2 separate regions of the Mus musculus genome follow, and region 1 is linked to region 2. Evidence: chromatin contacts called from public HiCAR-type data. All regions are on one chromosome and are shown on one strand. Each heading gives the region's core, a stretch centred on a gene start, on an enhancer-like site or on the middle of the called end of the contact. The rest is flanking DNA. Distances are from core to core; before and after follow the strand shown.

What was found. HiCAR-type assays count read pairs that join an accessible place to other places.
Region 1: a contact with region 2 is called in a HiCAR-type map of kidney, with 13 times the contacts expected there. The contact joins the enhancer-like site here to the promoter of Crppa in region 2. A contact is called at or near these places in 3 of 484 Hi-C or Micro-C datasets (epidermal suprabasal cells, nephron progenitors and olfactory sensory neurons) and 2 of 115 datasets of contacts at active chromatin or transcription factors (embryonic stem cells and kidney).

The regions. Positions count from the first base shown.
Region 1 is chr12:36,474,179-36,478,096 of GRCm38.p6, forward strand. It overlaps Crppa (CDP-L-ribitol pyrophosphorylase A), which reads left to right. Exons shown (of 10, transcript NM_178629.6): 5 at 2,522-2,567. Among named protein-coding and RNA genes, the nearest start is that of Crppa, 95 kb to the left of the region's middle. Within about 2 kb of position 2,478, at least 20 of the 459 cell types and tissues checked have an H3K27ac peak or open chromatin away from gene starts, as enhancers often do. A contact at or near this core is called in kidney, where this site is marked.
Region 2 is chr12:36,379,406-36,383,163 of GRCm38.p6, forward strand. Crppa (CDP-L-ribitol pyrophosphorylase A) reads left to right here and starts at 2,045. Exons shown (of 10, transcript NM_178629.6): 1 at 2,045-2,619. The coding sequence starts at 2,369.

The DNA.
Region 1 (3,918 bases), core at 1,228-3,727, 95 kb after region 2:
ACTTGACTCAGGGGAATCACTGCACAGACAGAATGTGTAGAGGAGACATGACTGAGCTGTGCTGGTGAGTGGCATAGCCTCGCCACAATCTCCCTGTACAGACTGCCCTCACTATCTCCACAGGGCTCCAGGGGTTCCTCTGAGAATAGGTTGAAAACCAGTGAGAAACACACCAGCACGCTAGTCCATCACAAGGGTTTTTTGAGAGTAATTATTTCCAATAGTTGGGTATTGTGCAAGGTCAAAGGAAAAGTACGGCTTGTGCTGACTGAAGAAACTCAGTGTCAACACTGACCTTACCCACAAGGCTGACAAGTGCTGAGAATCAACTTCAGAACTGATTGTTTCAATGCTTCTGTAAATTAAAAATAAGCAAAGGCAACTCTTTTTTAAAAAATTAGCAGAGTGAATAACGCATCATTTCAAAATTATGACAGTTTCCAGTACTATTTCCTTTGAAGTACATTCTCTGTTTTATTTAGGGAAAAAACAGATTATTTCCCTCTAGCTAGTATTGGGCTACATAGCTCATAGCTCAGACAAGCCTCAAATCACTATGTAGACTACTCTGGTCTTAATTCTTCCCCTTCCTGCCTTAGTCTCCAATTGCTGGGGTTATAGGTGGGTGCCACTATGCCTGGCTTTAAAACTATCCCTAAACACATAGTAGATGTTAATCTAAGTAAAAAATATTCATCTCTGTGTTGGCATCTATAACCTATATGCTGGAGGCAGTAGAAATAAACTTAACAAACTTTTAAAGTCTGGTTTGTGGCTATTACTATAAAGTGAAAAACATGCATTTTATTCATAAGTAATTACTTGAAGTTTTAAGAATTCTGAAAGTTAATTTAGTATTTGGTGATAAATTTATATCAGTTTAAATGTCCAGTATTAATATTAACTTGAACCTAGATTGTAGTTTACCACTCAATGCAGGAGGAAGTAAATCAATAGCTACGTATACTCTTGAGTTCTGACTGGAGTTTAATCTATACAACAGACAATGGCTATACAAATTATTTTCTTATTTAAGTTGCAAATATAAGTTAGTTTGCAATTCAGGTATATAGTTAACCTGAAATTAAGAAATAGTTCAAAACTAGGTTTATTCCGTTTCACAGGAAGTTCTTGACGAAGGGGGCATGTCCAGAGGTCAAAGGTTCCACTGGGCCCTGCCGTTGCTCTGCTCCTAGCAGAGTGAAGGGCATCTAGATCACTTTATAACCCTTTCTGTAAACACTTATTGGAATCAGATACATCACAGTTGGGAAATCCATAGACTGAGCATGTTCTTGTTTCATAGACCGCAGAAATGGACTGTGGAGAGTAACTGCAGTGCCAAGGGTCACAGAGAACAGTGAGTTGTACTTTCTGTACAGCTGGCAGAGTAATGGCATCTTTGTTTTTAATAGATCAGTAAATTGGTCCAGTAGACTTCCATCTGTCTTTCTGTGTTTGCTGTTACTGCAGTGAAAAAAAGAGTATGGCATCATCAAACCTGCCTGCTAGGGTAAAGCCTGGCAGGGGAATTTACTTTATACATGTGCCCTGGTCTACTTGAGCTAAGCAAGATCATGGCAGAGATCATTTAGAGAAAACAAAACAAAACCAACCTGACAGTCTGGAAAGGGACTAGTTAGGTGAACATTTTACATGACAAAGTTGAGGCCACTGACATTGTTAATTAACTGGGCATTTGAGAGATGTGCCCATCGAACCTTATTGTACCGACTTGATACTATTTTATTGTTCACTGTGTGTTCTAGTTCCATGGTATAAATCAGTAATTTGCAGGTGTTCTGCATCTGAACTTACTGGATGGCCCTTGGGAAGGATCTGCCATAGACCGGATATGCATACTGTGGAAGGTTACCTTACAACAAGCAGGGTGCAATTATGAGCAAGCTGTTTGCTATTAAGGAAAGTGCATCATTGTCCTTAGGTGCACTGTGGTACCCTATAGATTCTTTTTATAGAGGCTGTGCTTTAAGAAAAATTTCACAAGGTGCAACCAACCCGTTTTACAATGACCTTCAGAATTCCGAAGTCCCTTTAGATGTAAATTGGTCTTTGAGAATTTCAGCTTAGAATGGAGCTGGTCATCTTTTGCTATTTGGAGACTCTCTTCCTCCCTCAGCCTCGCAGCCCTTCTTTCCTCCCTCTTTCTCCTTTCTTCCTTACCTCTTTCTTTTCCAGTGTGAAACCTTATACAACAGTGGTGTGCATACTTCTGTTTGAACCCTTATGCATTTCCTTTGACACCAGTTATAATAATCATATTTCAGTAACCACTGCTACGTGCTATCATAACTTAGTCAAAGATATAAGGCTTAGATCTTCATAATTTGTTGAAATTGGATTTGATTTAATGTGAACGTCTAATGGCTCTTTGGTTTGGAAATGGCTTGTGTGGTGTGTGCAGTTTCTCCCGAGGGAAGAATTCCCTTGGGGCTTTGTTTTACAGCTCTCACATTCCTGCCTGCTCTGTTGAGCCTAATGAGGTTTATCTGTCCTTTAGGTGACCTACAAACAAGACCTGTGTGCAGCTGAAGCCATGATTAAAGGTGTGTTCAACCTTGTGACTGTCAGCGCCTGAGCTTCAGATGTGAGGCCACTGAGGATTTCTAGAGACAGTTAAATCCCAGACATTTTAGGTGGACAGATGTTTGGCAGCCACGGAGATCTCTGATTTGTGTTTTGAAAATTGCATTTTATTTTGTTTCCTGCTTGTGAAACACCACTTATTATACCACATTGATTTTAATTTTCATAAAAGAAAGACTTCAGCCTATTAAGTATGGAGCATCAATCCTATCAGAAAGGGAACTATATATACTGATATTTCAATAAGCCTGGGAAGGTCCCTCCTGTTTAATGTATGGAAGGCTGTCCCTGGCCTCTGCACTATCCTGTCAGAGCATCAAGGAGTGCCTTCCATATAATAGTTTGTACAACTTAGAGAATTTGAAATGGATGACTTTTAAAACAAACAAACAAAAAAATCCAAAACAAACTTATTTTTCTGACAACGCCTGCATTATATATATATTTTTTTCAAGGAACATGACCGTGTATTTGGGAATAATGCTTGCTTTTCATCACTATATTGCCCTTAAGATGCCACATAGTGTATTTAACACCCAGCCAGTACTTACTAGTGTGCTGGGAATGTAATCAGCACACAGAAAGGGAATTCTCTCTGTGTTCTGCAGGCTCTATGGTTCCAGTCAGAGTTCTCAAGCTCAGCCGCATCCTGGATGTGTAGGAGATCCTTGGATCTCAGGAGGGTTTAGTGCGTTGTCTGGTAGTACCCAAAGCCACACACACCACTGAGGTGCCCCCTCAGTGCCACACTGCCCCCTCTCCTTTACACCATGTCTGTGGCCATGAAAATTATCTCATGAAACTGTCAAATGTCACAGGGGATAAAGTTGTCTCGGATTGAGAACTCCCTTTTAAACATCCGATTTTAGTAGTGAGACAAGGGGTGTTCCCTCTGTCCTCGGGACAACAGGAAGCTGGTGACTGTTCTTTTCCAAATTAGACTCTGAGCAAAATGATAACGCTCAAGTTTCGGGTGAGAAGTAAAGTTTTAAATTCAGTCTCTTGCTGGGGTGGGTAGCCCTTGACCCAGATGTGTAGCTTCCTTTTAGAGTTGTAGGCAAGCAGTTGGCTCGCATGTGGAAAGCTGAGCTCTCTGTAATTGTGAGACTGTGTTTTAGTTACCCTCAGATTTGTTTTCCTTCAAGAATATTTTGTTTCAAACAATTAATGTCATATAATTTGTGTTTCTGTGCTTGTAAATAGTTAATCTATAACCATAAATCAAAAAGTTGACATATATTTACGTATCAGCCAGGCAATGTATAAATATTTCTTTGTGAGCAGTTGGCAAAGTTGTGCTGTGGTTGTTTA
Region 2 (3,758 bases), core at 795-3,294:
ATATATTTTGAGTTTGAGTTGTTATTCTGGGAGCTTGAGGCTGAGGAAAACAGCCCATTACACATTATTAGGATATATGATCTTATTGGAGTAGGCGTAGCCTTGTTGGAGGAGGTGTCACTGTGGTGCGGGCTTTGAGATCTCATATGCTCAAGCTATGTCCACTGTGGCCCACGGTCCTCATTTCTGCTGCCTGCAGATCACTATGTAGAACTCTCATCTCCTTCTCAGTACCATGTCTGCCTGCATGCCACCATGCTTCTCATCATTACTATATTGGAGTGAACCTCTGAAACTGTAAACCAGCCCTAATTAAATGTTTTCCTTTATAAGAGTTGCTGTGGTCATGGTGTCTCTTCACAACAATAAAATTCTAACTAAAATAGTCCTATAAAACGGACTAATTTAAATTTCCATAAGCATACTAGGCTTCTTTGCCTGCATTCTTGCCAGCCCTTTTTTCTTGTAAAAGTTCCATCCTTTTGGGTGGCTCGCTCCATAACTCACGCGCTCATTTCACAAACCCTACATTTAACATATCCTACCATAATAAAACTTAATGGCTAACACCACAAGACACATAAATAATGTACCCCCATGCACAGATTTAAAAAATTCTAACCAGCAACCACATTGGAAAGGCCAAAAGCCATGGGTTTTATGGAGTCCAGTTCCCCTGGTCGTCTGTCTGCCTCTTGTGCTTTCTGCCTGCTGAGTGTGCTGCTGTCTCTGGGCTGGTCACTGGGTTTTGTAAGTAACATAATGTGTTAGTTCATAAGATGCGATGGAGCCTTCTCAAGAGTCTCCTTTGAGCAAGCTCTAACAAATCAAACACCCAACTCCCTAGCAAAGAGCTCTTTCCTAGACTCAATCAGTCTTTTTGCCCCCCCCCCCCCGCCCCCAGCTTCACTCTGTCTCTCAGTCTCTCTCTTCCTTGCACACTCCTGCCTCCTGGGAAGGAAACATTCAAGCATTGCAATACAAACAAGCAAGCTATAATGCTTCCTTTTCATCGAAGGGTCAAGAGTTCAACAAACTTCAGTTAACACAGAAGCTGTCCATTAGTCATAATGAAAGCAACAAAAGAAAGTGCTTTAGAATATTAGACAAAAGAGGGTAAGAGAAGAGAATTTTTAAAAAAATTTCGTATGCTTTCAATTGGCAAAGTTGATAAAAACAATGAGATTTAATACTATAACTGGGTAATTCAATCCTCAAGTTTTTGTTTTTATGATTCTAATTTAGCTATTGATGGGTGAAGATTGATAATATACATGGTCAAATAATTCCTTTTCCCTTGTCATTATTCAATCAGCAGTTCCTTCAGTAAGTATTAGGCCCCTGTCACATTCCTGAAGCTGGGCATACAACCCAAACCCAAAGCAAAGCTAGGGCATGCTCTCATGAATTCCACATTCCAGATCCTGAATACAGTGGTGCCTGGCACTCGGAGTACCCATTCTGTTTCATCAACATTTCCCAGAAGGATAGTCCTAAATAAGCACTAGATGAGCACCAGGCCTGAAACTTCTCAACGCTTGCTCGTTGCACCTCTAAACCGAAGATTTATGGTTGCCTTGCCATCATTGGCTGTGCAGTCTTACATAAGTTACTTAGCACCCACGTTCCCCTGTCAGTGAAAATGACCACTAGAGGTTTTTTTTTTTTTTTTCTTTTTCCTGTTAACAGGAGATGTGTGTTGATTATTCAGTAGTGAGTGTGGTTGCTGTCCCCCTCTGGTTACAATAAAATCACACTTGCCCAATAGAATCACCTGTGGAATTTAAAAACATTCAAATCTTAAAATCTTAAAATTTGAGTGTGGAATACAGAATTCAAGGACACTCTACTTGGTTGTTCAAAGGTGCAGACAGACAGGTCTGGGAATCAACCTTGCAGTACGGATTCTAGACTTTGCCTAGCCATTTGTCTTTCCACTTGGTAGAATCAGGGTGCCATCTGTGGATAACGAAATTCTTATGACCGAGGTGCACACATATGGGTCTTGAACTGTACCTTGAATACAATTATTTCCGACTTATCTAGAATGGGGCCCATGACTGTGCTGTGCATAGCTGCCTGTGTGTGACTGTCAAATCTGTAAGGACTGCTACTGCAGCCTCGGCTCGACCTGCCCGGAGGGATAGAGGGAAGAGCAGGAAGAGCATTGCTGCCTAGGGGCGCTGGGCCCAGGCTGGGAAGACAAGGCTTGCTGGCTTCCTCCGCGATCAGCACCCGAGGCCACTTTCCCCGAGTCCGCTCGGCGCCGTTCCTGGCCCAGTGCGACCCTTGATCTCGTCCCAGGGCCGGTGCTGGCGTCTCGCTCTCGGTTTCCATCTGCACCTCGAGCTTCTGCGCTCTGCCTGCTATGGAGCCTGGGCCGTGCAGCAGGCCCGCTGAGCCTGGGCATTGCGTGAGCGGCCCCGCGGGCGCGGGCTCAGCGTTCCCGGAGTCCCCGTTGTCCGTCGCTGGGGCGGAGCCCGGGAACCGCCCTGGAACCGTGGCCGCCGTGCTGCCGGCTGGGGGTTGCGGGGAAAGGATGGGCGTCCGCACCCCGAAGCAGTTCTGCCGGGTTCTGGAAAGGCCGCTCATCAGCTACACTTTGCAGGCTATGGAGAGGTAACTGGCGCCAGCCATCCGCTCCCCCCGAGCCCAGGATCATCCCCAACAGGCAGCGTGGCGGGCAGCGCCGGGCCTGGGGCCCTGGCTAACCAGTGCATGGGGACCCAGGGACTTTCGGTTCCCACGCAGGCCCCGCGGGGCCCGAGGAATACCTGCTCTAGGAGCGCCTGGGGCACAGTGCCACCGCGCATGCGTGAGCCTGAGAGTCCTAGCCGCACCTCCAGTTTCCTGGGCAGGCACGTTTCTTCTGGGAATCAGGCATGGCTAAATAACCAGGTAGTAGAGAGAAAAGCAGAGTTAATTCCAGCCTTTCAATAACGGGAGGTGATTGGATGGTGAGGTTGAGGCCAAGACACCCTAGAAAAGAGACTGAAATTAGTTGATTCCAGAAATAATGAGCAGTGTCAGGAAGGCTGTGAAGAAACTGTGAGAGGAGAAAAAGATGAGTTACTTGTGTTGTGATGTGATGGGGCTGAGGCGAGACTGAAAGGGAAGATTATGAAGGTGCTTAAGTTCTGCAAGATCTTTACTCTTTTGAAGTCAAATGGACAGTTGTGACGATGCCTTTAAACCTTGAATCGGACTGGTTACATTTCAAGATAGATGCCAATATTTAGCATAAGTAACGATTACAGGAGGCTTCCATAGAGACCACTGTCCTTGGCATTTTGTTCAGAAGAGTAACAACTCCCAATACACTTCAAAAAGTCAAAGGGACACAGTAATTTCTCAGGAGATTATTTTACTTTCCGAGCATTGGCATTTGGTAAATGGAAGTGCAGGGCTGCAATCATCCTTGATTAGAGTAATCAAGACCGGTGGTTACATCCGAAACTCAGTCAGACCTGGAAACGATTCCAGTTCCTACCCCTGTCTGTGTCTTTTATTTCTCTGCATAGTACAGGGGTTGCTTCATACCGCCATCTTACCAATAGCACACACCTCCAAAGTTCTAGCGCCACACTCATCCTGGCAACGCTGACCATCTTTCTAGAGATGGACAATGACATGGCTTGCAATGGATATTGGCAGCAGATCTCTGTCTGCTTGGTGGTTATATGCAGGGAGTTGTAGACTGTTTTTCATTTAACACTTTTTCCCTTGGGGGAATACTTTCAGTTAATTTGCATTTTTGC